Regions from separate parts of the Podarcis muralis genome. Here region 2 is linked to region 1. The links are chromatin contacts, called in public Hi-C maps. All regions are on one chromosome and are shown on one strand. Each heading gives the region's core, a stretch centred on a gene start, on an enhancer-like site or on the middle of the called end of the contact. The rest is flanking DNA. Distances are from core to core; before and after follow the strand shown.

Region 1 (5,982 bases), core at 1,436-3,935:
GAGCTGGAAAAGTCCTACTAACACTACTCATATATTTGTGTTCTTGTTTACAGGTTCAATCTTTCTGTGGCTTCATTTGCCTTCACAAGCGTCATTATAATCACTGCTTAAATTTACTTCTGCTAGCTATTCAATCTCCTAACCAAACCACCTTCTGTTTGCACTGAGATTTTACCACTTTGCAATGCTGCCCTCTGATGTAAAGATGGCAGTTTTCAGGAAACATGGGGTACATGTATCTGTTTGAAAACTGACATGTGGATCCAATGCTAGTCCTGGTAGACCAAACTGAAATTAATGAACAGAAACAACTTACGTGCATTAATTTAAAGATGTGTAATCTGAGTAAAACTTAATTGGCTACAACCCTTTATGTATTCCCCCCAAATATATGTGTGTGTGCAGTTGCACTGAGTGTGTGCTTAAAGTTCAGCTTCTCTCTTACAGGTTAGGGCAGGATTTCCCAAACTTGGGTCTCCAGCTGTTTTTGGACTACAGCTCCCATCATCCCTAGCTAGCAGTCAGGGATGATGGAAACTGTAGTCCAAAAACAGCTGGAGACCCAAGTTTAGGAAACCCTGGGTTAGGATCATACAGTTGGTTCTTATGCAGGGTTAACCTCCCACCCTGATGCAGAAATCTGCAGCCAGTGTGTTTTTGCAATTAAGAGTAGAGTACAATATGGATACCTTCCCTTTAACTCCCGTTTTATTAGCATCTGTCCACCATAAAACTGGCATTTAAATGTCATTTAACACAGCATTAATCATGGTGCCTTTTTACATGCTTAAAGTCAAGAAACCGCACACTTAACTCTTGCATGGAGCACTATTTCTTGCTGCATCCCTCAGCAGCTGCCCCCACCATAATAAATACAAAGTCAAAAGTAAAATTCAAAAGTTTTTTTTATTTTTAGAAATGCTGTAAAAATTTATATAAAAGTTTTGAGCATGCTCAGTCTATTTCCCCCCTCTTGCTGTTTACAATAAAAAGTATTTGCAAATCATGTGCTTCTTACAAAGTACCGTAGCTGCATCCGTATAAGTAAGATGTAGAAAAACGAAAACTATCATTACAAAAATAATTTAGGAAGATAAAAGGAGACATTTAGCTTTTTCTTTCATCTATTTTTTTTTTGGCAAGTTTTGTGGTTAAAAGACCCAAGCTTAGCCCATATTCGAAGAAAGAAACGTGAAAGGCAACACATTTTCACGAGGCGTTTCTTTCCGGCCTTGTAGCTTAGGCTGCTTCTTCCTCAGCAGGGAAGAAGTCCGGAGAGGGGAAAGGCGCCCTTTGGCCCAGTCCGGGGCGCCGCCGCAGGCCTCTCCTCCCCGCCACCCCCTCCCTCCCGCGCAGCCCCCGCTGCAGTCCTGTGCGGCTCGCTCTGAGGTATTCTGGAAGAAGTTCAAAGTCTGTGGCAGAGCCAGCCCGGGGGGCGGCTCCCTCTGCAGCCGGTTACCGGCAGTCCGTGGCCGCCTGCAGGAAAGGGTTGCTGGGCAGCTGCTTGAAGAAGTGCCTGAGGCTGGTGAGGTCCCTGGTGAGCTGCTCGCACTTCTTGTGCAGCCGCTCGTTCTCGGCCGACAGCTCCACCACCTTCTGCTGCATCTCCTGGTTGCGGCGCTTGGCCTTGTCGCGGCTCTTGCGCACGGCGATGTTGTTGCGCTCCCGCCGCTGCCGGTACTCCGGGCTGAACCTGTCCACGCACTTCTTGGCGGCGCGCTCTTTGCCGCCCGACGACGACGACCCGGACGAGCGGCTGCTGTAGCTGGACGGCGAGGCGCTGCCCGGAGGCTCCGGGGAGGTGGGCGGCGTGGGCTGCCCGCTCAGGTTGACGATGGTCTGGGCGCAGGTGGCGATCTGAGAGGGCAGCAGCGAGCCCGAGCCCGACGCCTCGTCGCCCCAGTCGGGCTCCTGCTTGACGGCGCCGCGCAGCGGGCCCGGCGGGACGCTGGCGTGCAGCAGGCTGGCCAAGGCGCCGCCCGCGGGCGCGTGCTGAGCGGGAGGAGGAGGCGGCGGCGGCAGGTAGTCCCCGTAGGCGCCGCCGCCGCTGCTTCCTCCGCGCTCGCTGCCCTTGTGGTTGCTGTTGAAGAGGTCGGCGAACAGCTCGTCGTTGCACAGCTCCAGGTTGGGCACGGCCGCCATCGAGTCGATGTAGGAGCTAAAGTCGATGGCGCTCTCGTCCTCGTACATGGCCGGCGCGGCGGCGCTCAGCTCGGCCAGGTCGCGGCTGCCTCCGCCGCCGCCGGGCGCTGCTGACGAGACCTCCTCGGCGCTGGCGCTCATGCCGCCCGCTTTGCACGAAGGACTCAGCGCGCCGCCCGCCTTGGCGTCGTAGAAATTGGCGGGCTCCAGGGAGGACCAGCTCCTGTAGCACGACAGCGAGTCCAGGCAGTCCAGGGTGGCGGCGCTCATGGAGGGCCCGGGGGCCGCCAGGTGAGTGAGCAGCGGGCGGAGAGCCGAGTTCGAGCCCTTTCTCTCCCCGCTCGCAGGTGGAGGCGGCGCGCGCGTGTGTGAGAGCGGCGGCGCACCTGGCCGGGCGTGGACTTTGCCTCAGAGTCAGGCACCTTGCTTTCGGCCTCCCCCGCCCGTCGGCTCCTCTTTGGGACGCTGCTTCACGCCGGACTTCGCCTCCTGTCCGGAGCTGCACGTGTGCGTGTGGGGCAGGGTGAACCTGGCAGCGAGGTGCCGCCTCGGCCCTTTATAGAGGAACCTCGGGCCCCACCTCCTGGCCCTTGTGACTGCGGGAGGGTGTTGCTGGAGAAGCCCCGCGGGGCGGGAAGGGAGGGCGGGGAGAGCCCCGCGCGCTCTCGGGCCTCGCTGCCAAGGGGGCGGCGGGAGCGGCAGCCGCCGCAGCCGTCAGGGATTGGTCTGGGCGGGATGTGCTCTCCTTCTCCCCCCCCCCCCCCGCCTTGCCACCTTTGATCCGGAGGGCAGCGACCGGGGACTGCCGTTTCCTCCTCCCGCCCACTCCCCCCCCACTGCCGTACATCGAGGGCGCCCCCTGGAGGGAGGAAAGGCCCGAACCCACTCGAGTTGGTGTCCTGCCGCGTCTGGGGAGTCGCGAGCAGCGACAGTGTCGTCTCTCCGGCCCAGGGGCTTTGAAGCGGATTCCCTCCCCAGGTCAAATTCCTCAAGCCCTCCACGCAGGAAGAAGTGGGGCGACACGCCGTCCTGCCAGGTGTAACTAGGGCAGTTGGAGCAGGGACACCTGGGGCGCACGAAGCTTAAACCCCCGCACCCCAAGTTGCACGGGGCAGCACTTTCCGCTGGGAGCCGTGGTGGGATTTCCAATAATGTGCAGCGGGGGGGGGGTAGGGTTGGGATGGCGCAGGAGCCTTCCTGGCTTATTTCCTGGGGTGCCCCCCCTTTTGTTTTCTTTTCTGTGCTTGCGTCCGGATTTGAAGGAATGGATCTGTTCCTAACAACCGCTCGCCTCCCCTCTTGGCTGTTGGGTTAGGCAGCGCAGCTACTGATGTCAGTGAGACGTCAAGAGAACCGAGGGCAGCGTTTGAGAGAAGGGGAGCCCTGGGGTTTTGCTTCTGGCAGCCACATGTGGTTGCAGCTATTCCCGTTGGCGACTTCGCCTGACTTTGCCTCCGTTCCTGGAATCGTCGTAGATCGTTGCGACTCGCTGAAGGCTAGTTGAACCCAGAAGTGACATTTGAACCCAGGCTTTGGATGTTAGTTTAGCAAGGCAGGCTAGAGGCACATTTATAATAACGTCAGAAGGGTCGGGGGTACGCTGATTAGAGTAGCAGGAGGTGCCTTGAAAAGATCCCGAAAGTCAGCTTATCTTGCGTTTACCAACGTTGCCCTTGAAGCTGGATATCTGAGTCCATCGGGATTTTTTAAAAGTTAACTTCCCTTGCTATAGACTTGAGTGACATTTTGCTCCCATCTCATTGCTAGAAAAAATGCCCAAAATATGGACTGGCCTCCTCGTCAGCCATTGACGTAAAACTGTTCCATTTTTTAAAAACACAAAGTAATTGGACACAAAGTGATATTTCTCTTTTGCTTTGCCATGCCAGTTTCCCCCTCTGTAGCTGCTTTTATGTTTACTTGCCACAGAAAATACCCGCTGATTTATCTCCTTAGTATAACCGTCAAAGCATTGCCCCCTTGTGGCTGAATATCGCAATAATACTGTACAGTAGTAATATTCTGGATGATAAAAGTATGTGCAAACTGCAGAGTAACAACAGGTGATTCTGTTTCCATATGACCATTAGAAATAGGCATGCATGAAGTAGAGGACAAAGAAATCATAAATTTAATGCTGAAAATGAACATCAGAAAGGGAGGAATATCTATAAAAACATTTAGTAAGCTTTTCCACAATTATTCCTCCAAGGAGGAAACATTTAAGGCCAGAAATAGCACAGACTGAAGTTTAAGTAGGAGGTATTTTTCAGGTAAAGTACCACAAATAATTTAGAGAATCACAACAACAAAGCATATTGAGCTTAGCACAGTTGGTTTATTAAAAAATGCAAGCTTTTGCGTGGTATGTTTTTTTTAGAGCAAGTTGACAGCTATTGCAAACAAATGAAAATGTTCAGCAACAAAACTCTATAAAGTTGCACTGCAAGTCTCACAGCTTGCCTTGGGACACTTAATGACAACCTAGTATACTAACAGTGCAACTAACAATTTATTTATGAATATGGGTAAACAACAACAACAAAAAGTGAGCCTAGTGGCAACTGGTAAAATGTCTCAGTTAAGGGCAAGGATTAAAAAAATCCAGGCACCTACCTAGCAGGTAACCACTGATGAATAAAATCCTTGGTTTGGCATCTTGCACTTGGGCATCCACAGTGCTCAGCCTCCTGTTTAGCTCCTAGAAAAACCTCACAGGTTCTCCACTTCTCCTTCTGCTTAAGGGTATGATCCATAGGGAAATAATTTGGTGGCATTCAGGTGAGATGATCATTCAACTGCCAATGTGACGTAGAAGGTGCTTGGTATTTTGCTGAAATCTGTCCAATCAGTTATTCCCTCTCCTTGAGGGATACTGAGAATTGCAGTTTTATGAGACAGGTTGGGACTTTCCGGCAGATGTGTCTCAGCACCCTCACTAAGGTACAAGTCCCAGTTTTCTTAATACTGTACCATGTCAATGTCATTCACGAAATGTGAGTTTAAAATGTAGATAGGTTCTCATTCACTGGGTCAGCAAAGGGTTGTAGATAAGAGCACATGCTTTGCATTCAAAAGGTTATAGGTTCAATCCCTGGCATCTCCAGTCTGGGCTGGGAATGGCTGCTAGGCAGTACTGTCTAGCCCATACTGGGCACCATGGATGAACAGTCTGACTTGGTATAAGGCAGCGTTCCATGTTCCTCCTAGGCTTTCAGTTACATCAGAAAACTACATTTATATATTTGTTCTGTTTTTTTTAAAAAAAAAATTATAACATGCTAATAATAGTGGGACTAGGGCAGCACAACCAGTGAAATCTGCAGAGAAAAAACAAAATTCATTGGCCCTTATCCAGCAGAGGCTGAACTATGTATAGGAAATAGGTTTCTGGATTGGATGCTTTCTGCCACATGTGCAGAAGGCTGCTGTAAGGTAAGGTGCTTGTATAGGGTTTTTTAAAAAAAAAATTATTGAGAGATTTTAATGGATAACAAAGGTACATATGTCTCTGTTTTCAGTTCATAAAGTCCTTTCTACAGGTCAGTTACATTTGCTGTAAGCCACTGCTATCTTTGTGAAGTGCAGGGGAGGTGGGTAGGAGTGAGACGTAAGAGAAATAAGTGGGGTAATGATGGTTTATGTGTGGAGATTTGTGTCAGCGTCATGTGGTTAGTTAGTTTATCCATTTATTTGTTTTTGTTGGTGTGAGATAAAGGAGATCCCAGGGCCTGGTTGGCTGCATTTCATTGATTGTTGCAAGTTTTGGTTGCGTGCATGGGGGGTGGGTCGTTGGGTCAGGTTAGCCCAGGCATCCCCAACCTACGGACCTCCAGATGT
Region 2 (5,982 bases), core at 2,110-4,609, 170 kb before region 1:
AACACCTCCCTCATTCTCTTAGAATGGCAATGGCACACACCTGACAGGTGCTGGAAGTGAGTTATGGTTTGTTCCAGCTGAAGAAAGCCCTGCATATTGTTGCCAATGTAATACTCCCCTGGACATAGCTTGCTTGTGGGGCTGGTAGTGCAAAGGTTGCAGGTTCAATCCCCATATGGGACAGCTGCATATTCCTGCATTGCAGGGGGTTGGACTAGATGATCCTCAGGGTCCCTTCTAACCCTACAATTCTATGACAAGCATAGAATCATAGAGGAAAGGTTGCAACATTTGGGAATTTTTAGCTTAGAAAAAGGTATGAGGTGATATGAGAAAAGTTTACAAACTTCTGCATGATGTGAAGAAAGCAGGTAGAGAAAACCTATTCTCCCTTTCTCATAACAATAGAACTTCTGGACATTCAATAAAGCTGAATGTTAGAAAATTCAGGACAAAGGGAAGTACTTCACATAGTGCAGTATTAAACAATGGATTTCACTCCACAAAAGGTAGTGATGGCCTCCAACTTTGATATCTTTAAAAGAGTCAAATTCATGGAGGATAAGGCTATCAGTGACTACCAGCCATGATGGCTCTGTTCCATCTTCCCTGTCAGAGGCAGTTTGTCTCTATATGGAAGTTGTTGGGAATTGCAGGTGGACAGAGTGCTCTTGCTCTCGGGTTCTCTGCTTTTTCTCTCTCTGCTCCTGAGATAATGAAAAAGTCAGCATTTCTTTGCCCACCATGTGTTTAGCATTTTGGGTCATCTTGCTAAATTTTATAATACAGGAGTTCTTTTTCTTTTATGGGGATATGACATAAGCCAAGAGGCAAGCGTCTTAGAATCACAGAATCATACTGTAGAGTTGGAAGAAACACTGAGGATCATCTAGTCCCAACTGGTGGGAGACAGACCCCCTGCAATGCAGGAATATGCAGTTGTCCCTTAAGAGGATAAAACCTGCAACTTTGGTGTTACCAGCACCACACTCTAACCAAGTCTGTGACTTTTTAAATTAGAACTGTGTCTTATTTATTTTGGAAAAGCTTCAAAAAATAGTTAGGGGAAATGTATTTGGCCGGGAACTAAATAATAAATTTCATATACTAGTAGTACTGGAGAAATATTTCTGCACTTTTTATTAACAATAAAAAGCCCACTGCCTTATAGAAGAGTCAGACGCTATAAAAGAGAATGTAATTTAACTTCATTTGATTTGTAGCACTCTGTAAAACCTTTTTGATGTTTGAAACTGTCAGCATTGCAATGAGTCCCCTGATGTTCTGGTAGCTTTTACTCAAATACTATAATAATTACTGAACTATATTACCAGCAGTGCAATTCTTCCTGGCATATCACACTGTGCATAAATGAATGCATATTTTATTTGTGCAGCAATCAGAAATTGTTGTGAAACCCATACATGAATTAAAATGTTTTTACTTTTTGTAATTTTTGCTTTTAAAAACCTATGACATAATAGCAGACCCTTTCAGTCACCATCGTTTATGAAACAATTTATTCTCATACCCACCATATATATACACTATATAAAGAAGTATTCTAAAGAGAATTTAGACTGAATCCATTCAGTTATTAATTCACTTGATGCCTGCTGTGAAGTCCACATACTTCCCCCTGCGGAGTGATAAATCTTTTTACACAGTGTCACTGAAAATGTTACTGAGATCATTCAGTTCAAAAGATATTTATTTGGAATTAGAGTCCATTGATTTCAGTGGAAACTATATTCACAGCACTCCAGTCTGAAACACATTACTTGGAAGCAAGTCACATCAAGTGATTTAACTTGAATTTGCCTTTATTCAGTAATGCTTAGGATAAAGCCTATAGATAACGCATGTCTTAAATGATAACTGAAAAAGGACAAGGGGGAGGGATCTTCAGAGAACTAGCTCCCAAACCATTTATGCCAGGAGTGGCTAACATTTTTGGGTTGAAAAGCCACATTAATCCCTGACCAACTCACAAGGGAACGCATTCCTCTTTTGTAAGCCTGAGCTCAACCTGAGCTTTGACCCACCTGACCTTCTCCCTGCAACTGTTGGCTACTCTTGTATACTCCTCCCTTGTGATTTCCCCTTTCTTCCATTTCTTTTATGTGCCGTGATTTTCAAGCCACATCTGTGTATTTGAAATGGTTGAAAAACTCAAAGAAACAGCATGAAGCATTAAAATGATTATGTTTACTATTTCAAACCCTTCAATTGTCCCTATTTTCCAGGGACATCCCTGATTTAGAGAAGGTTTCTGATTATATATCAGAATGTCCCACTTTTCCTTAGAATGCTGCTGCTTCTGCCTGTGCTGCCCTTGCTATTGCCTCCATCACTGGCAGAATATTGGTGCTGGCATCCATACCAATTTCAGGTGAGATCTTGCTGGAAATCAGCGCTGGCACTGCTTCTGTGCTGCAGGCAAAGGCAGCAGGGCACCCACAGGGCTACTGCCTTAGGGGTTTCTGCTGTCTCACTGCACCAAATGTCTTGGCCAGCCCTGGGCCTGGTTACCTAGCGAGTTTCACGGCTGAGTAGCAAATTCAACTTTCCTCTCACAGTCTTAAGACTATATATACATTAGTGGCTCCAAACAAGGTGAGGCTGCTGGATCCTGTTGCATTTCCAGTTGGGTTTTTTTTTTAAAAAAATTATGTTGATATAGCCACCATTGTGGAGGGTGGGGATGCCTTCACCTCATGTGCATTACCGGATTTGTTTACTTGCACCAAACGTCATCTGCACATGTGCATCTGTTGCCTCAAATGTACACACCTCACCTCAACAGTGTTTTCAAACCAAATGGGAAGGCTGTTTTGAGGGGGGAAGCACCAAACAGCATTATTACTCAAGAAATTTCAGAATATGGATGGATTGTGGCCAGTGTCATGTGCACTCTGGGGCTGGAGTCAAAAACTAAGTGCATAAATACTGATTTAGCATCAATAAACAAGCCCTTATAATCTTTCTCACGCAACTCCCTCCTAAAGCAGGTACCATACTGTTTCCTGTAAGAAAAAGAGAGATCCCGTATATAACTGCAACCGACTGGGAAAATTTGACTAGGGGCTCTGAGAGGATGTAATTGCGTCCCGTTATCTCAACCGCGAAGCCCGCGCGCACACTGCAGCTGATGAGGAGAACATACAGGGCGCATGCGCAGCGAGGGTAAAAGCCGTTGCGAACGGGGTCCAGCGCCTTGATGCTCGGGAGCCCCCGTGCGGCGAGAGCGAGAAACGTCAGAAAGTGGCGCCGGCAGCCCTCTATTGCGTCGCGCGTCACGCGCCTTTCGCCACGTCCCATCCAATCAGTGGCTCCGCCGATGAAACGGCGCCAAGCTGGAAGGGAGGGGGCGTGGCCTTCCCCCTCTGTTGCTGGAAGAAGTTTTCTTCTTGGCCCGTGAGTGGAATTCGCTCGGGCCTCTCTGCTCTCCTCCTCCTCCCCAAGCCACGGTGCTCTCGCTCACGTCACGTGGCACAGGGAAGGCTGGTCCTGAGTGGCGGAGATGCTCGTGAGGAAGGTATCAGGGCAACGGAGGACGGAGCGGGCGGCGGCGGCGGGGGGCAGCATCCGAGGAGTGGGAATTGCGAGGGTCTGTATGGGCGGCGGAATAAGGGAGTGCCTGAAAGCTGGATCCTGGGCTTTCTTCTCGTTAACTCTGAATATTTGGAAGCTGGCCAGCATTGTGTGGAGTGTAAGAGGGAAGGGCGCTCTGCACGCGCCCAGAGGCACATACGTTTGCTGTTCTAGGCCGAGCGCCTGGTCAAATTACCGTATGTTCCCGAGGGAATGTCACAGGTTTTGAGCGGGAGTGGAAACTTTATGCGTTTTACCTGTGCAGTAGTGAGAAGGTGTGTCAGGGAGCGTGTACTGGCGCCTTTTTAAAAGGGAAATAGTTGCTAGGTTTAATTCTAAACAACGGCCACTGGGAAATTAAGTGTATTTGATGGAGAATGATAAGTGTGATGTATATTTTTAAAAAATCAATAAAGATTAAATGCATATGGCCATGGGGAAGAAACCGGTACATAAACACCACACACATACAGGTGTGTCTTTGTTCACGGGTTGGGAAATAAAGGTTTAAACTCTGTGGTAGGAATTATTAATGTGTGTGTTTCAAACCTAATTTATCTGTGGAGAGCAGAGCTGAAAATATTTTGAATTTGAATTTGATTATTTGCAATGCAATGGGATTACTGGAATCTCATGATGGGTTTGATTTGGAAAGATGTCAAATGCTAAAGAACATTGCATGTCAAATGCTGAACTGAAATGTCATAGTATGGCAAATATCTGGCAGACATTCTGTGTAAAAGTTCACAAAGACTTGTGGAGAACTTTAGGGGACAAATATGTTCTAATGGGGGACTGCCTATGGAGAGAAAGCATGCAGAGGCTGCACTGTTCATTTAAATGTCACCTTTCTCTTTCAATAGAAAAACTCAAAGGGGTTAACACAAAACGTAAAAAATACAAATGGGACAAATTACACTGAAAGGATTGACCTTAATAGCTGAAATAAAAGATAGTTCATGGGGCTGAGGAAAACAATTCTCTCCTCCCAGTTTAACTCAAATAAATGATATGTAAAATAAGTGATATGTAATTTTTTCAGAGACACCATTAATGGAATCTTTTGAGAAGTTGGATGTGATTAAAATAGTAGGATATTTGCCATACCATATTCTCTCTCATTGTTTTGGGAGTTGGCAAGGGCATTAGGTGTCTTCCTTTGATTTACCTGCATTAAAATGTGTATGGAGAGGGAAATAGGAGTAGGCAGTGTTCCTATCTCACCCTAATTTACCTCACATGGTTGTTGTGAAAATAAAATGGGGAGGAGAACCATGTATGCTGCTTAGAGCTCCCTGGAGGAAAAGCAGGATTTACACATGGCAAATAAATAAATAAATAAATAATAAAAGTATATTGCATTTAATAAGCGGGTGGTGCTGTGGTCTAAACCACTGAGCCTAGGGCTTGCCAATTGGAAGGTCGGCAGTTTGAATCCCCGCAACGGGATGAGCTCCCGTTGCTTGGTCCCAGCTCCTGCCCACGTAGCAATTCAAAAGCATGTCAAAGTGCAAGTAGAGAAATAGGTACCGCTCCGGCAGGAAGGTAAATGGTGTTTCCGTGCACTGCTCTGGTTTCGCCAGAAGCGACTTAGTCATGCTGGCCACGTGACCCGGAAAAACTCTGCGAACAAACGCCAGCTCCCTTGGCCAGTAAAGCGAGATGAGCACCGCAACCCCAGAGTCGTTCATGACTGGACTTAACTGTCAAGGGTCCTTTACCTTTTACTTCTGAGTAGGATGTTTGACAACATGTTGATGGCTTCTGTGAGTGATAGGAGTCTCTGAACTTTCGTTGTGTCTGACTGTAGAGATATGTAGCAGTTATGAATGTACTGGCTGCCAGTATGCAACCAGGGCAAATTTAAGGTTTTATTGTTAGTGTATGAAGCCCTAAATAATTTAGGGCCCCATATAGCTATACTGCTGTCATCTCCAGGAGCCCTCCTTGTGATTCCCAATGTAGCAGAGGTTTGTTTTATGGTGGTTCGGAATTAGGTCCTTCAGCGCAGTGACAGCTGCTTTGTGGAACATACTGCCCATTGAAGGCTCTGACATTATACACATTTCGTTAGTTTCTAAAAGTTCTTCTGTTTCTATAAGCTTCCCCAGTAGGATGTGTTAGCTTACAGGCAGTATCAGATTTTTAAAAACCTGCCTTATTTATTTATTTTAATTGTTGTACAACACTATGATACTTGTCAGTGCTTGGTGGTCTATATATTTTCCTAAATAAAAATATTTTTCTTTGCAGAGGAAACGAACATGGTGCTCAGAACTTGCCTCTTTTCCAGATAAGAAGCCTATAGATGAAGGGAAGAGAAATTCTGGGGCAGCAGTAGATGCTGCTTCAGTTTCAAATGCATGGCTTCGTTGCGGTGACGGATTT

The links. Hi-C and Micro-C count contacts between places; a contact is called where the count stands out from the background.
Region 2: a contact with region 1 is called in a Hi-C map of tail, with 5 times the contacts expected there. The contact joins the promoter of SPIDR here to the promoter of CEBPD in region 1. A contact is called at or near these places in 2 of 3 Hi-C or Micro-C datasets (blood and tail).

The regions. Positions count from the first base shown.
Region 1 is chr8:40,864,513-40,870,494 of rPodMur119.hap1.1, reverse strand. It overlaps CEBPD (CCAAT enhancer binding protein delta), which reads right to left and starts at 2,685. Exons shown (of 1, transcript XM_028737021.2): 1 at 888-2,685. The coding sequence starts at 2,412. The coding sequence ends at 1,456.
Region 2 is chr8:41,039,085-41,045,066 of rPodMur119.hap1.1, reverse strand. It overlaps SPIDR (scaffold protein involved in DNA repair), which reads left to right and starts at 3,359. Exons shown (of 19, transcript XM_077933043.1): 1 at 3,359-3,610; 2 at 5,848-5,982. The coding sequence starts at 3,524.